4 separate regions of the Mus musculus genome follow, and all the other regions are linked to region 1. A link is a contact called in public promoter capture Hi-C data. All regions are on one chromosome and are shown on one strand. Each heading gives the region's core, a stretch centred on a gene start, on an enhancer-like site or on the middle of the called end of the contact. The rest is flanking DNA. Distances are from core to core; before and after follow the strand shown.

Region 1 (2,995 bases), core at 484-2,983:
CGGTTAAAAAACCAAAGTGGAGAGACTGCACTTTGAAGTTCACCAGTCTGCAGTTCAAATGGAATAGACTGGTATGAGCTGTACCCACATTTACTCAACTGACGAAAGCATTTTAAAAGGACAGCACAATTGTGAGGGCCTCAAAAGCCTTCCTGGTACAGGAGAGAGAGAAGGGCAGAGCTCGGGCACCACTGGTCCCCACACTAGGCAGCACACAAGAACTTGTTTCCTCAACTTAGGTCCGTGCACAAAACATTAAAGCCCAGACTCAAGTCACACAGTAGGCAGGCACTAAATACATGTGTGTTTATGGAACTGATAAAATTGGTTACAGGATGCAAGTCTGGATACATGATGGAGAAGACAGGTAATTTACCTGTGACTTTCCCAACACAACTGAAGATCAACATTGGAGCTTGCTGCTTCTGAAATCAGTAAGCTCCTTTTGAAATAATTACCGAAGCTGGTAAGTTCATGGTAAAGACCAAAAGCTCTATAGTAAGGAATTCATTTCAATAAATCTATCTAGGAGATAGTACATTTCATGAGGCTCAGCTTTAACAGGGAAAAATCTTTTAAAGGCACCTATGACTAAGCAATAACAAAAAGGGAGGATTTTTGAGAACCAGGACATGCCTGCACATACAGGTAGGCCAGCATTTTCCCAGCTATTGTGTCCTTGTATCAAAAAAGATTGGGTTAAGAGCTTCAGTAGTTTACGGGGATTTTCCAAGTAGTATTTTATTCCGCCTTCTACCCCACCCACTTAAATTCTAAGACAGTCTGCCTACTGAGCAGGCAACCAGCCAGCCTAAACTTTAAACCAATCATTCTTGTACTTTTTTCTATATCTGATTAAGTAACTGACAAAGTAGATTTTTGGAGATGTAGTTTAACTCTTGGCTAAGGAAATCAAGTCTTAGCAATCACATGAAACATAACTGACACACTACAGGCGCATTACATGTGTCTTAGTATACATGTGCACTATTTCTAGTTATTTAACTTCTTCTAAAGAACAATATTCCTAAAAGAAGTCAACACTCGACAAACAGAGTAGCTAAAAATAGAAAACACAATTTATTCTTAAAATGAAATTTACCACAGCACTGGAGGAACAAGGGAAGGACCATATGTAAAAGTATTTGTAACACCCTAGGCTAAAAAACAACAAAGAAAATAAATTAACTGCGACCTAACAGGACAAGTGTGGTTTGCTCAGGTGTAAAACTAAAAAGGACTTGCTGGGGACGAGAGGATGTAGAGCAATTTTTTAAAATGGGTTTCCTCCAGACGCCAGGTCAGCAAATCAAAGTAGTCTAAACTGCCATAGGAAACATAAGCCGACGGGGTGTCCCAAGTCCGGAACCTCTAAACTCAGCAAAGGGCCCCTGGAGCCGACAGCTGCGGCAGGGGACTGGCTCCCTTGGGTCCCCTCGCCAGTTGCCAGTGCGGGGTGTGTGACCCCTGCGTGTCCACCGGGTCCGAGCCCGGCGGTCACCTGCCCGCGCGTCTCCTACGGGCGCACGCGCTGCGCGTCTCCCGCGATCCCGCCCGCTCGGCTCACCGCCACGAAGCCTGAGCATGAGGCGACGAAGACGCGGACCACCATCCTCTCGCTGCGTCAGGGATCGCCGCTGACTCGGTCACAGAAGTTTAACGCGACTGAGGTAGCTGCCGACTCCCGTGCGACCGTCGGAGAAGACCGCAGCGACGCGTCTGGCTCCCGCCGCTCCGCGGATGAAAGCCCAGCGCCTCCGCCGCGGGCTGAGCGAGAGGCGGGTGGGGCCAGGCGGCCGCGGGGGCTGACGGGAGTTGTAGTTTCCTTGGCGCCCAGAGTGACCAGGCACTGCGCTCCTTCTGTCCGGCGCCTGCTTCACGGGAATTAATCGTACACGCAGGTGGTTTAGGAAGGACCCGGAAGCGGGACAAGCTAATTGGCGGGAAGCCAGTTTACAAGAACACAGCAAACAAGACAAAGGGTTGGGTGGAGGATAGTCCAAGCTTGGGTTTTGTTTGCGGTGGAGACGGGTGGAGCATCCTCTATCAGAAACAGCCATGGAGCTGAGGCGACCCACTGTTTTAGAGACACGCAAAGGCTCGCCCCAGAGACCTTGGCAGTTCACGGGCTTGGACAGGCATGGCAGTGGGTTGAGCTTTTGGTGTTTTGTTTCTCCTGCAACCCTGAAAAACTGTTGAAGAGGAGTGTTGTTATTTTTCCTGGAGGCGGTTTTATTATGTAGCCCAGGCTGGCCTGGAACTCAACTTCACCCTCCCTAGCAGGTATTACAAGCATACATCACCACGCCTAGTTTGCAAAGGGAATCTCTTTGGTAAATGAAACAGGCTTTCACTTTATTCTAAAGACACTGAAAACTGGAAAGCCAAATGAGAACAAGACCGATATTTTATTTTTCTTTGCAAAACTGTAATTGTAGTAGAAAAGAATAAGTACTGATAGAAATGAAAATCCCCCTATCAACATTGGGAATCAGAACCCTCCCTCCCCACCCCCTACCCCGCACAATGCCTTTGCCTCTGTGCACCTACTGATATTTACAGTTGAGCCAAATCTGTGTCTTTTTCGAAATCGCTGTGCATTCCAACGCGGTATCCCAGGAGGATACCATTAAAGAGAAAGCTTTCATGAAGTGGCTAATAGGTTCCGAGTAGTGCTTTAGCAGGTTGTATTGGCTTGGCTAAGGCTCAAGCCACTCCTAGTTTTGTGGAAGTGAACCAGTTTCCCTCACACTACTGTATTTACTTTCTTCATTTCACCAAGGGACTTTAGCAGCGTTCAGGGAATGCTGCTAATTAATTCTAGAGAGAAGAAAATTGTGTGATGAAGTCTCCCACGTTTGCAAGTTTCTGGCACAAATGGTTGCTTGAAGGACTTTGGTTTTTAGACTTACTAATATTTCAAGTTGCCAACCTTTCCTGTGGCTTATGTCTTAAATAGTTTTATTTGTATGTATGCATGTATGTATGTATGTAT
Region 2 (3,205 bases), core at 251-2,750, 590 kb after region 1:
ACAATTTTGGTATTAATCTAACATTAAAAAGAATTCCATTTTGATTATATGTACTGCTTTTTCATATTCGTCACTTTGTCCTTGAGTGTTCTGTGTTCATTGTTTTTCCTTTCTTCCCTTCTGCTCACACTCTGTCCCTCTGCATTCCGTGCTTAGTTCTCCTCATGGAAGCATGGTCATGCCGGCCTGCTTTCTTGTTAGCTGCTTTCCTTCCACAGTTCACTTCCTTGTGTTTTTCTCTTGTTATAGTTTTCACATAATGGTTTACAGCTTGTGTTTAGTCATTTCACACTCAACTATTTTCTTTTTGTATTGCCTGTTGTTTCTAAATTTATTTTTCTTTAAATATACTTTCATTTGGCACAATGTTAATGTTAAAAAATTTTCACTTTTCTATCTTCTGTAAGTGCAAAGGGACATTGACCCTTCATGGTTATTTCTTTTCTTTTCCTTATAAAGCAGGAAGTTAGCTGTCAGACTCGCAAGATGTGTTTGCGTTATAGAAAAGTTCCATTGTTTAGATTTCCATTTCAGGTTCCAGGTGACAAGACAAAGGGGTACATTTTTTTTTTTTTAAATACCCATTTTCATAGGGAATCCAGTGCTTTTAGAGTTTTCATTTTTTAAGTAAATAATTGATCATCTTTACTTATAAGTTATAGATATGATGACAGATTCTCCCATCCCCATCTGGCAAGTGATTTAGTACTCGTTACGATGCACTCAGGCTCCCCTCAGTTCTCACGGCTGCTTTCCCACAGTGATTAGTGAGGTTCATGGTGGGTTTTCATCTTTATAAGTTAGAAAAATCCTTTTTGTCATCTTTTCATAAGATCTTAGACTTTTTGAATTTCTTTAAGGATCCGTTGAATTTAATATTTGAACATTTCCTGGGAATTTTTTTGGAAATGAGGAAGTTCATAGTCAGGCTGAGTATATTTTATGAGATAGTAGTAATTTGTTCAGCTCCTCACATGTCACTCAGTGAAATAAAATAATCTCCCACAAAATAACTTTTATAACATACAATGTTTTGATTGCTTAGGGACAGCCAATATAAATAAGTGTAGTATAAACTAGCTTTGAGTTTGTAGAACAAGTGGTGTCCTTTGCATTCCATAGCGGCTCTGTAAGAGGCCTCTTCTATCCACGGAGAAACCAAATTGTAGGTGAGTGGTAACAGAGTCAGTGCGTTCTCTGGTGATGATTTGCAGCTTCTGCATTCAATTCATGTCACTATTACACATCACCCTCTCGCCTCTGTTCAATTACTTACGCATTCATGTACACGCGGTGCCTATTATTTGAGTATAGTAATCTTTGGATTACTTTGTCTTAGTATAGAAACTGTGGAAATAATGGGGAGTGTATTCTTTCAAGTTAAGGACTTGAATTTGAAATCAGATACTCAGTTTTCTGAAAGAAACTTACAGGAACAACCTGTACATTCCACTTGTAGCCAAGGCTGACTTTGAGCTGTGACTCTTCCCTCTACCTCTTGGGAGCTGAGATTGTAGGCGTGTACACCTGGTTTATCTTGTGCTCCGGCTCCAACTCAGTGCTGTGCAGAAAGCACACGAATTCCACCAGCTAAGCCATAGTTCCTAACTTCCTAACCTCAAGTTTAGTGTTGGAGTAGTGGGATTTATTTCTCTAAAGTAGCTTTGCTTTTAGTTAGATCATTGCCAGTTTCATTACCATTGCAGCCATGCAAGAAAGCTACAGTAAATTTTCTTAAAGCAAATCTTAACATTATTTCATCCCTTTCTCTGTAAAGACCTCAAACCATGGTTTCACTGGAATTCAATTAAAATGTATCTGTCACATCATAATTTTTCTTTCCTGACAATTGTTGTTTTATATTTTGCGTGTTTGGAGTTTTTTCTTTTTTTTTTTCTCTTTCATTTTTATTGAGATAGGCTCTCACTGTGTTTCAGACTGACTTGTTAGGTTTTCTATTGTGTTTACTTTGTACTTTGCATGTGTATGCATGCTACTTATTTGTATGGAGGTTCGAGGACAAGTTGTAGAAGTTGGTGTTCTCCACGTTGTGGGTCCTGGGGATTGATCTTAGAGTATTTGGCTTCATGGCAAATCCCATACCCTCTGACCCATCTCCTGGTTCTACATTTTTAATGCTCTTTTATGGCCCCAGGACATTGCACATGCTGTTCTCTCAACCTGGGATTATATTCCCCTCCTGACAACTTTTTTTTGTTTTTTTTGTTTTTTGTTTTGGTTATTTTTTAGTTTTTTGATTTCTAGAAAAATTACTTAAACTACTGCCCCATATGTTTGGAACCTTTGCTATATGTTCCAAAATTTTCTTTATTTGATAATATTTACCATTGTTGTAAGTAAGTTTTTATTTCCTGTCTTCCTTGCTAGACTCAGTCTCCATGAGGATAAATACCGTGTCTTCTTTTTTTAATCTGTTAACATCCAGTTGACTACACTTGTATCATAATGCTCTATAAATATTAGTTGGCTTAAAGTTAAGTGACTGACATGTTTGACATAGAAAAAAGTTACCTAAAGTTGTAAAGGTAGACATGTGAGGACCTAGGTGTGATCTGTTAGCACCAACAAAAAGTTATAACATTTAAAGAATTTTAATTAAAATAACTAAGCTTTTTACCAGTACTTAAAAATTAAAGGTATTGTTACACTAGTATTTTAGTTGAAGCAGCAGATTGATTCCCAGGAAAGAAAAGGGGAAATAAATACCCTTTTAATGATAGTCACTATCTTTAATTTCCTTTTATTCTTTGATATGTCCTTGACTTATGAAGCTTTTTGTGTAATTCTTGGGATTATCATTACTTCCTGTCTGAAATTTCAGCTGCTTTGCTTCTCTTTTTTAGTTAATATTAATCTTTTACAGTATTTACTAAATCTGTTGGTTTTAAGTAGAACAACTAAACAACAAATCTGCACATGTGAGGAGTTCCTGGTCGCTCTTGAGTATCCTAGTCCTTTTACTCACATACGTAAAGTAAGGAGGAAAGTCAGGAGTATTTCCATCTCTGTTCCCCATTACCTCTCTTCATGATTATTAAATGATTTTGGGATTGTCCTTCTAATACTGTTGGAGCTGCTGTTCATTATGTGATTTGTCTTGTTCTACTCTAGGTGGTGCTGTAGATACGAACCAAATCATGTTAATGTTTTCCACATGCTGTCTGGCCTTAATGTCTTTCTTAAC
Region 3 (3,416 bases), core at 110-2,609, 630 kb after region 1:
GTTAGATATCACAAAGCTTTGAGGAATCCAAATGCATACTCTGATATTGTTGTGCTTATCCTAATTTACATTAAATTTTGTAAATATTTTTGAGTATTATTTGGCATGTCTAGTCATCCTTTGTAGAATTTAAGAATGATGAATAATCCTCTTATCCTTAGACTCTGTGAATGCTTATATAATAAGTATTACTTTAGGAAATTTAAAAATTGAAGCTTATAAAATGAGTAAGTAAATTCACCATTGGGCTGACAGCCAGAAAATAGGAAAGAGAGTATGTCTTTAATTGAACGAATTCTTAAAATATACAAGAACTTAAAAATATATGTTTAGGGCTGAGGCTATATCGTCAGGTGTTGAAGTGAATGCTTACCTAATACTCACTCACGAGGTACTGGGCTCAGTCCTGTCACTACAGCACCCCCACCCCGCCCCAGTCCAGTAGTCTTTGGCTTCTGAATAATCAGATTCATTCCTAAACTTACAGTTTTAAAACTATCTTTTAAAGGGTAGTAGAATTAACTTATAATTCAATTTTATGATGGATTACTCAGCATTTTCTCTACCTTACCAATTAGGAGAATTAGAATTCTGTTCTTAAAATCTTAAGTAATTAAAATCCTGTATTATTAAAGTTTTTTTTTTTTCCCTGGGAAAAGTTGACGTTTTAAATGCATGTATTTGAGATAGTCATATAATAGAATTTAAATGGGTATATTTAGAGACAGTATTTTAATAATACCAATAGCATTCCTGTAAGTGTTCTTTTCTGTATTAAAACTAAGACATTTTTTAAAAAGTTCTTTTGCTTTGTTTTCTGACTAAGTTTGTAAACAAAACAAAAGGTTTGCTATTGAGAATTCAGTTTCTTTTATGCTTAAATAATAATTTCTAATTGATTCCATTTAAATTTTTTAACTGAATTCTCAGCTTGCTAATAGTATTTCATAAAAAAATAATGGGGTAACTTGTCTTGTTTTTATTGCCGCTCCTCTTTGCAGAGGACTTGAATGATAAGAGCATTTAGGAGTCTGAGTGTGTTTCTGTTAATTATGAGATGTACAAGATTATAGTAAATGATATGCCTGGAAAGGGCTAACATGCTGGTCTTGGCTCCTTCACTGTTGTCTGATTGCATTGGGGACCTCGACTCCTCTCCTCCCCTCGCTGCTCTCCCATTCCTCTGTCTCCTCCTCTTCTAGGGAAGAATGAAGCTAGAGAGAGTACTGTAGAGAATTATTAACACAGGCAGGAAGACATTGTTCTTTTAAAGAATACTGACTTTCTAGGCCTTGTACTTTATTCTTGTCTAGTACGTTTTAAAACCATGTGAGTACTTAAGGTTTCAAGTTAAATAGTCCTTGTATAACCTCGTGATCAGCAAAAGTGCTGTGTATTTGGCTAGTTTATGAAGCACACAGTGTGTATAGTTTAGCAAGCTTACTGATTTTCTTTGACATTGGCATGAAGAAAGCATCATTGTAGCTTTATTTTAGTGAATATTTTATGAAACTACAGTATATAAATGCCAGTTAATTGCTGAAAGCATTTAGATTGTTTATAGAAATATAAAATATGTGCTATATGCTATGCGTACTAAAATTTATGACATTACGTCATTCCCAGTCCTAGAGAAAATAAAGTAGGTTTGAAGTTCTCTTAAAGTTTTAGGTGTTCATTTAAATGTGTGGTCCCCCTTTTCCACCATTAAATTACCATAGATTATATATAATTAGAATTAACAAATTTATAAATGGATTTTAATTTTCAAGATTAAAATTTCTTTACTTCCATGTTTCTTAGTACTAGTATATATTAAAAATATAGGATATGTGTGTGTATATACATATACATACATACATACATACACACCCACATATATATATACACACGCACACACACGTATATATTACACACACACACACACACACACACATATATATATATATATATATATATATATATATATATATATCTGTAGTGCATATAGTAAGTACTAAACTAACAGTGTTCACAGTGGTGCCTGCAGGCCCTGTGTTAGATTTTCTTGTATCTTTGCTGCTTTTGCCTTATCTCTTTTGCTGTTCATACCTTTGTAGTTCTCACTGTTCTTTACTTCATATTTTTTTATTTTTTGTCAGGATACTCAAAGCTGTAGTTTGTTGCTTCTTACCTGGTATTGCTTTTAATTGGAAAAAAATACAATATGTCTCATTAGCAAATGTTTTTTGTTTTTTACTGAGTTTGGTAATCTGCATTGCTTTTGTTGTTTCATGGGTAAATTCTAAATAAGAGCTTTTATTTAATAAATGTTTTCTTTATTTTTTTATAATTGTTCTCTTAACATTTCTTTACTTAAGAGGCTTTTAAAAATGTTCCAGTGTCCACTAATCCAGAACAATGTATTTCTCCTTGCAACATTTCAAATGAGTAGAGGCTACCAATAAACCACTCAGAATTTTTGTCAATGCATACTTCTGATATTAGCATGTTCTCAGTGTGACCTTGTTTTAGGTAATTGTATGTATTTAGGAAAGAGAAAGACTGAAAATAGCTATAGTTTACCACTTGGGAATTGGGATTTCAAGTTTGCTCACAACATCCTTCATTCTGTATTTCTTCTTAATGTCTAATAAGATAGTATCTCATATCTATAATCTCTCTGCTTAAAATATCCTGAATGCTTATAGTCTTTGTTTCAGTGTCTCTGAACAAAGAGTTCTCTTTACTTTTCTTAGTGTGTGTAACTATTGTTATTTTCAAGTTTCCCAAGTTCTTTAGATTTTCTTTCATCTCTTTCATTTGTTGGCATAAATACTGGTTACTGTTGAGCAACCTATACAGTATTTTTATTTTTGACAATCAGCTAACCATTACTTCCAGGCATTTGAAATTTGATAATTTATAAGTAAAAGTATATAATTTATGTATAGGATATAACAATGAAATTGAAGGCAATATAATTACCAAAACTTGGTTGTTTATTTTTTGATTATAAAACATCATCATCCAAAAATGAGAAAGACATGGTTGTCTTTAGCAACTTAGCAGTTAGCTTGGAGAACTAAAACATGCTTGAAGTCACAAATATTGATATCAAATAGAAGCATGACAAATTAGAACAAAGTTACTATGTCTGAATACACAGTTGTCAGTCAGTTCAGGCTGGATGATCCAGGTTTTTTTCTTATTTTTAAAAATTATATTGAAATTCTATGTGAAAAGCTAAATAGAGTTAATCAGAAAGAATCATATATTAAGAGGAACACTATGAACAAAATAAATGTTGATAAAATAGTGTAGGAAGTTTTTAACAGATTGTAATATATAGTGAGGTAAAAACACAAGCTGAGGGAGATTCACAGTAGTCTCAGGTAATCTTGTGAATGGACATTGTGAAATATAGTGGTGGTTTT
Region 4 (3,180 bases), core at 174-2,673, 680 kb after region 1:
TGGTTTCAAGCTTTCTATCTAAGAAAACAAACTGATTTTAATATTTTGTTTGCGTGAAGTTTATTTTTGAGTAGGTTGAAAGGACCAAGATACTTGAGTTACTAAAGGGCTATTACCAATGTTCATCCTATATGCAGGAGGTGTACAGTATTTTAAAAGTGAATAGGGTGGAGATTGCTTTTATTTAGAATGCATTAGCCCCATATTATCCAGAAGATACTGCTAACAGTAGTAGCTTAATTAGGCAGTAAGTTGTCTTAGGTTAAAAATTGGGAAAAGTACACCTTTTGTTTCCATCCAAAAAAATGATTTTTAGATGACTTCAACTAAAATTAATGCATCTACTAAGAAACTATTTTGTTTTTAATTATAATTATCAAAATGATCCAAATGAAAAGACATTCTCAACTATGTACAGTACTCCAGGAGGAGGTCTAATTGAGTCAGAAGACTGTAAGTACCACTTTGAGCGCTCTGGAGATCAACCCACACAAGTACAGTGAGTAGATTATCTGAGCTATAAATATATTTTTTAGTTTCAATAGCTCTGTTTTGAAATACTTTTTTAATGCAGATAAAAAAAATCAGGAAATTAACCTTATATGGCACAAACCAAATACATAGTAGTATATGGATGAGTTTCTACATTTAAAGAACTAAGAAGATAGGTTCAGGATTGTATTATAGTACATGCACTTACATGCAGATACACATGCTGATTACTTTCAAGGATGTGTGTGTTGGTTTATCACAACAATAAATTTAAAAGTAAGATACAATGTTACATTTTTAGACCATATTGAAACAGCAAGAAGAGACAGGTCTTAAAAAGTTATTAAGAAAACTACTTAATCCCACCATGGGATATTTAGAGGTCTAAATATAGCTCAATTTTAAAAAGCAACTGACCTAAAGGGTTAATGTTGTAACTGACACATTTCAAATTAAAATTATGTTTATTTTGTACAGAAAGCAATGTTAAACACAAGCAGATCTGTTGTATGTAATAAGTGACAGAGTTTTTAAAATTATTTAGCTTTACGGATGTTGTTTTATTTCTTCTAGACCTGGAGCACCGTGTCATAAGTGGCAGCCTTGCTCCACGGTAGCAGGCTCTTTCTTTTGTACATACTGATCGGACCTTCTTTACTGTTCCGTGGACACTTTCTATGTTAGTTTTGATGCATAATTCTTGGAATCCTTTTATACAAACTAGAATGTATGTGTAAGAATTCCTGTCCCTGCAATGTAGTAACTATAAACTTATTTTTAAATAAATAGAAAACTTGTTTTTCTAAGCCATTTTGTAGAGCCTCATGATTTCTTTGCTTTTCTGTTTATTTTGATTAGTTTTGGACAGCATAAAGCACTTGGTACGTACTCAGTAGGCAGCTTACCAAAGCAATTGTGAAATAGAAGCCATTATGTAAATTCTGGTTTGTTAGAGGTTCCACTTTTCTGTCTATTTGTGAAATGTTAAAATCATTATCAAAGATTTCAATCACCTAATGTAATTCCAGAGTGACTGAAGGTTAAAAAATAAAGATGCCTTTGCCTTTCTGTGTGTCTACTTAGAACAGAGTTATTGGTTTATATATAAGTTACTGCACTGCTGATAAGTTTATGATAGTTTTATGAGGGCCACATGTCAAAAAACATTGTACATAACTATTTACTTAAAGCTAAAGCTTTGTTAAGGCTTTCATACAGATCTGCAAGAATGCTGTTTTATAGCTTGGCATGGTGGTGCATGTTTCAATCCCAAATGATCAAGGGTTCAATGACAGTCTTGATTTTATGTGACTGTCTCAACAGCAGCAATTAAAGCAACAACAACAAAGAAAACAACTTTTTCATTATTTTCCTACAGACCTGTTTAGGTTGGCATTTATATTTATGAACTCTTAAGAATCTACAATTTTAGGATGAAGAATATTAGAATTATATGTAAGACTTTAAAGTTAAGTTTAAACAGGATGATAATTCACGTTTCTATTTATTCTCCATAAGAAATTGCATTTAAATTATTTTGTGGTAAACTTCTGAGTTGAAACAAGAAATGTTTTTCAGGTATATTTTCTAAAATATATCTAATATTTAAAACAAAATCAGCTAAGAAAAATCAGTTCCAAACTATTACTTTGAACTGATTTTTCTTGTTCCAACTAATGTTTTAGCTAAGCCTCCCCAGTATTTAAAAATAGTGGGATTAGCCGGGCATGGTGGCACACGCCTTTAATCCCAGCACTTGGGAGGCAGAGGCAGGCGAATTTCTGAGTTCGAGGCCAGCCTGGTCTACAACGTGAGTTCCAGGACAGCCAGGGCTATACAGAGAAACACTGTCTTGAAAAACCAAAAAAAAAAAAAAAACCAAAAAAAAAAAAAAAAAAAAGTGAGATTAAAAGCCAGAGCTCAAAGCTCCTGACCAAGCTTAATTACAGGACCTTGCAGTTCTGAACCTAACACAGTTACCGTAAGTTGGTTACTATGGGGAGGAGAGTTGTAGGGAGAATCCAATTCATTATTATCTTTCAGGCCAGTTAGACATGCTAAGCATGATGAAATGGAAGTCTGGTCTTCAAATTGGAAAAATGGGAGTTTGGCTTTGCAGATCGGTAAGGACTGAGTAACGTAGCAAGGCTGTTGTTGCATGTTTGATCTTTACTGTCAGTGAATTCAATCTTCAAAGTCTAATCTATCCAAACAGCTTATCTCAGTCTTGTCGAATTCTTAACCTTTGTATTTGCCTCTTAAATTTACCGTTTGATGTTCAGCACTAAGCAAGCTGTCTTTTAGCCACACTGCAGGAGGTGACATTTGCTGGACCCCCCTGGGAGCTTTGATGTGCTGGAACAATATATTACAATAACAGTTGTTTGCTGTTGATTAAAAAAGAATAAACATCATTTTCCAAGCTGATTTCTCAAAGATAGTTTTAATGTCAAACATCTTCAAATTCTAATTTTTTTTTTTTAATTTGGGGTCTAGCTTTGATAGAAAGCAAAATTAATCACCTGAAAGAGCCTGCTGAATTCCCAGAGTGTCAGAGAGTATTTTCATCCATCCATCTACCGTCCCTAGCTCTCTGCCATGAACATGCCTCCTGCATTTCTGGTGCTAGAGAAAGCCTTATGGATTCAGTTCTCAAAGGATTGTGTTTTGACCTAATGACTCGGGGCC

Evidence for each region. Promoter capture Hi-C pulls out the DNA fragments that hold promoters and counts their contacts.
Region 2: a promoter capture Hi-C map of cranial neural crest shows a contact between it and region 1. The contact joins the enhancer-like site here to the promoter of Sh3bgrl2 in region 1. A contact is called at or near these places in 10 of 39 promoter capture datasets (the 3T3-L1 cell line, the C10 cell line, the SN4741 cell line and 6 more) and 7 of 115 datasets of contacts at active chromatin or transcription factors (bone marrow-derived macrophages, cardiomyocytes, embryonic basal ganglia and 3 more).
Region 3: a contact with region 1 is called in a promoter capture Hi-C map of the C10 cell line, with 4 times the contacts expected there. The contact joins the enhancer-like site here to the promoter of Sh3bgrl2 in region 1. A contact is called at or near these places in 12 of 39 promoter capture datasets (the 3T3-L1 cell line, the C10 cell line, cranial neural crest and 7 more) and 1 of 115 datasets of contacts at active chromatin or transcription factors (bone marrow-derived macrophages).
Region 4: a promoter capture Hi-C map of liver shows a contact between it and region 1, with 2.6 times the contacts expected there. The contact joins the enhancer-like site here to the promoter of Sh3bgrl2 in region 1. A contact is called at or near these places in 5 of 39 promoter capture datasets (the 3T3-L1 cell line, cranial neural crest, liver and 1 more) and 1 of 484 Hi-C or Micro-C datasets (liver).

What each region holds. Positions count from the first base shown.
Region 1 is chr9:83,547,076-83,550,070 of GRCm38.p6, reverse strand. Sh3bgrl2 (SH3 domain binding glutamic acid-rich protein like 2) reads right to left here and starts at 1,733. Exons shown (of 4, transcript NM_172507.5): 1 at 1,568-1,733. The coding sequence starts at 1,612.
Region 2 is chr9:82,955,401-82,958,605 of GRCm38.p6, reverse strand. All of the region lies in intron 6 of Phip (pleckstrin homology domain interacting protein), which reads left to right. Among named protein-coding and RNA genes, the nearest start is that of Gm39382, 9.0 kb to the left of the region's middle. Within about 2 kb of position 1,500, at least 2 of the 459 cell types and tissues checked have an H3K27ac peak or open chromatin away from gene starts, as enhancers often do.
Region 3 is chr9:82,920,539-82,923,954 of GRCm38.p6, reverse strand. All of the region lies in intron 15 of Phip (pleckstrin homology domain interacting protein), which reads left to right. Among named protein-coding and RNA genes, the nearest start is that of Gm39382, 44 kb to the left of the region's middle. Within about 2 kb of position 1,359, at least 1 of the 459 cell types and tissues checked has an H3K27ac peak or open chromatin away from gene starts, as enhancers often do.
Region 4 is chr9:82,864,539-82,867,718 of GRCm38.p6, reverse strand. It overlaps Phip (pleckstrin homology domain interacting protein), which reads left to right. Exons shown (of 40, transcript NM_001081216.1): 40 at 1-1,560. Gm38553 (a long non-coding RNA gene) reads right to left here. Exons shown (of 3, transcript XR_870948.2): 3 at 2,399-3,180. Among named protein-coding and RNA genes, the nearest start is that of Gm38553, 13 kb to the right of the region's middle. Within about 2 kb of position 1,423, at least 6 of the 459 cell types and tissues checked have an H3K27ac peak or open chromatin away from gene starts, as enhancers often do. A contact at or near this core is called in liver, where this site is marked.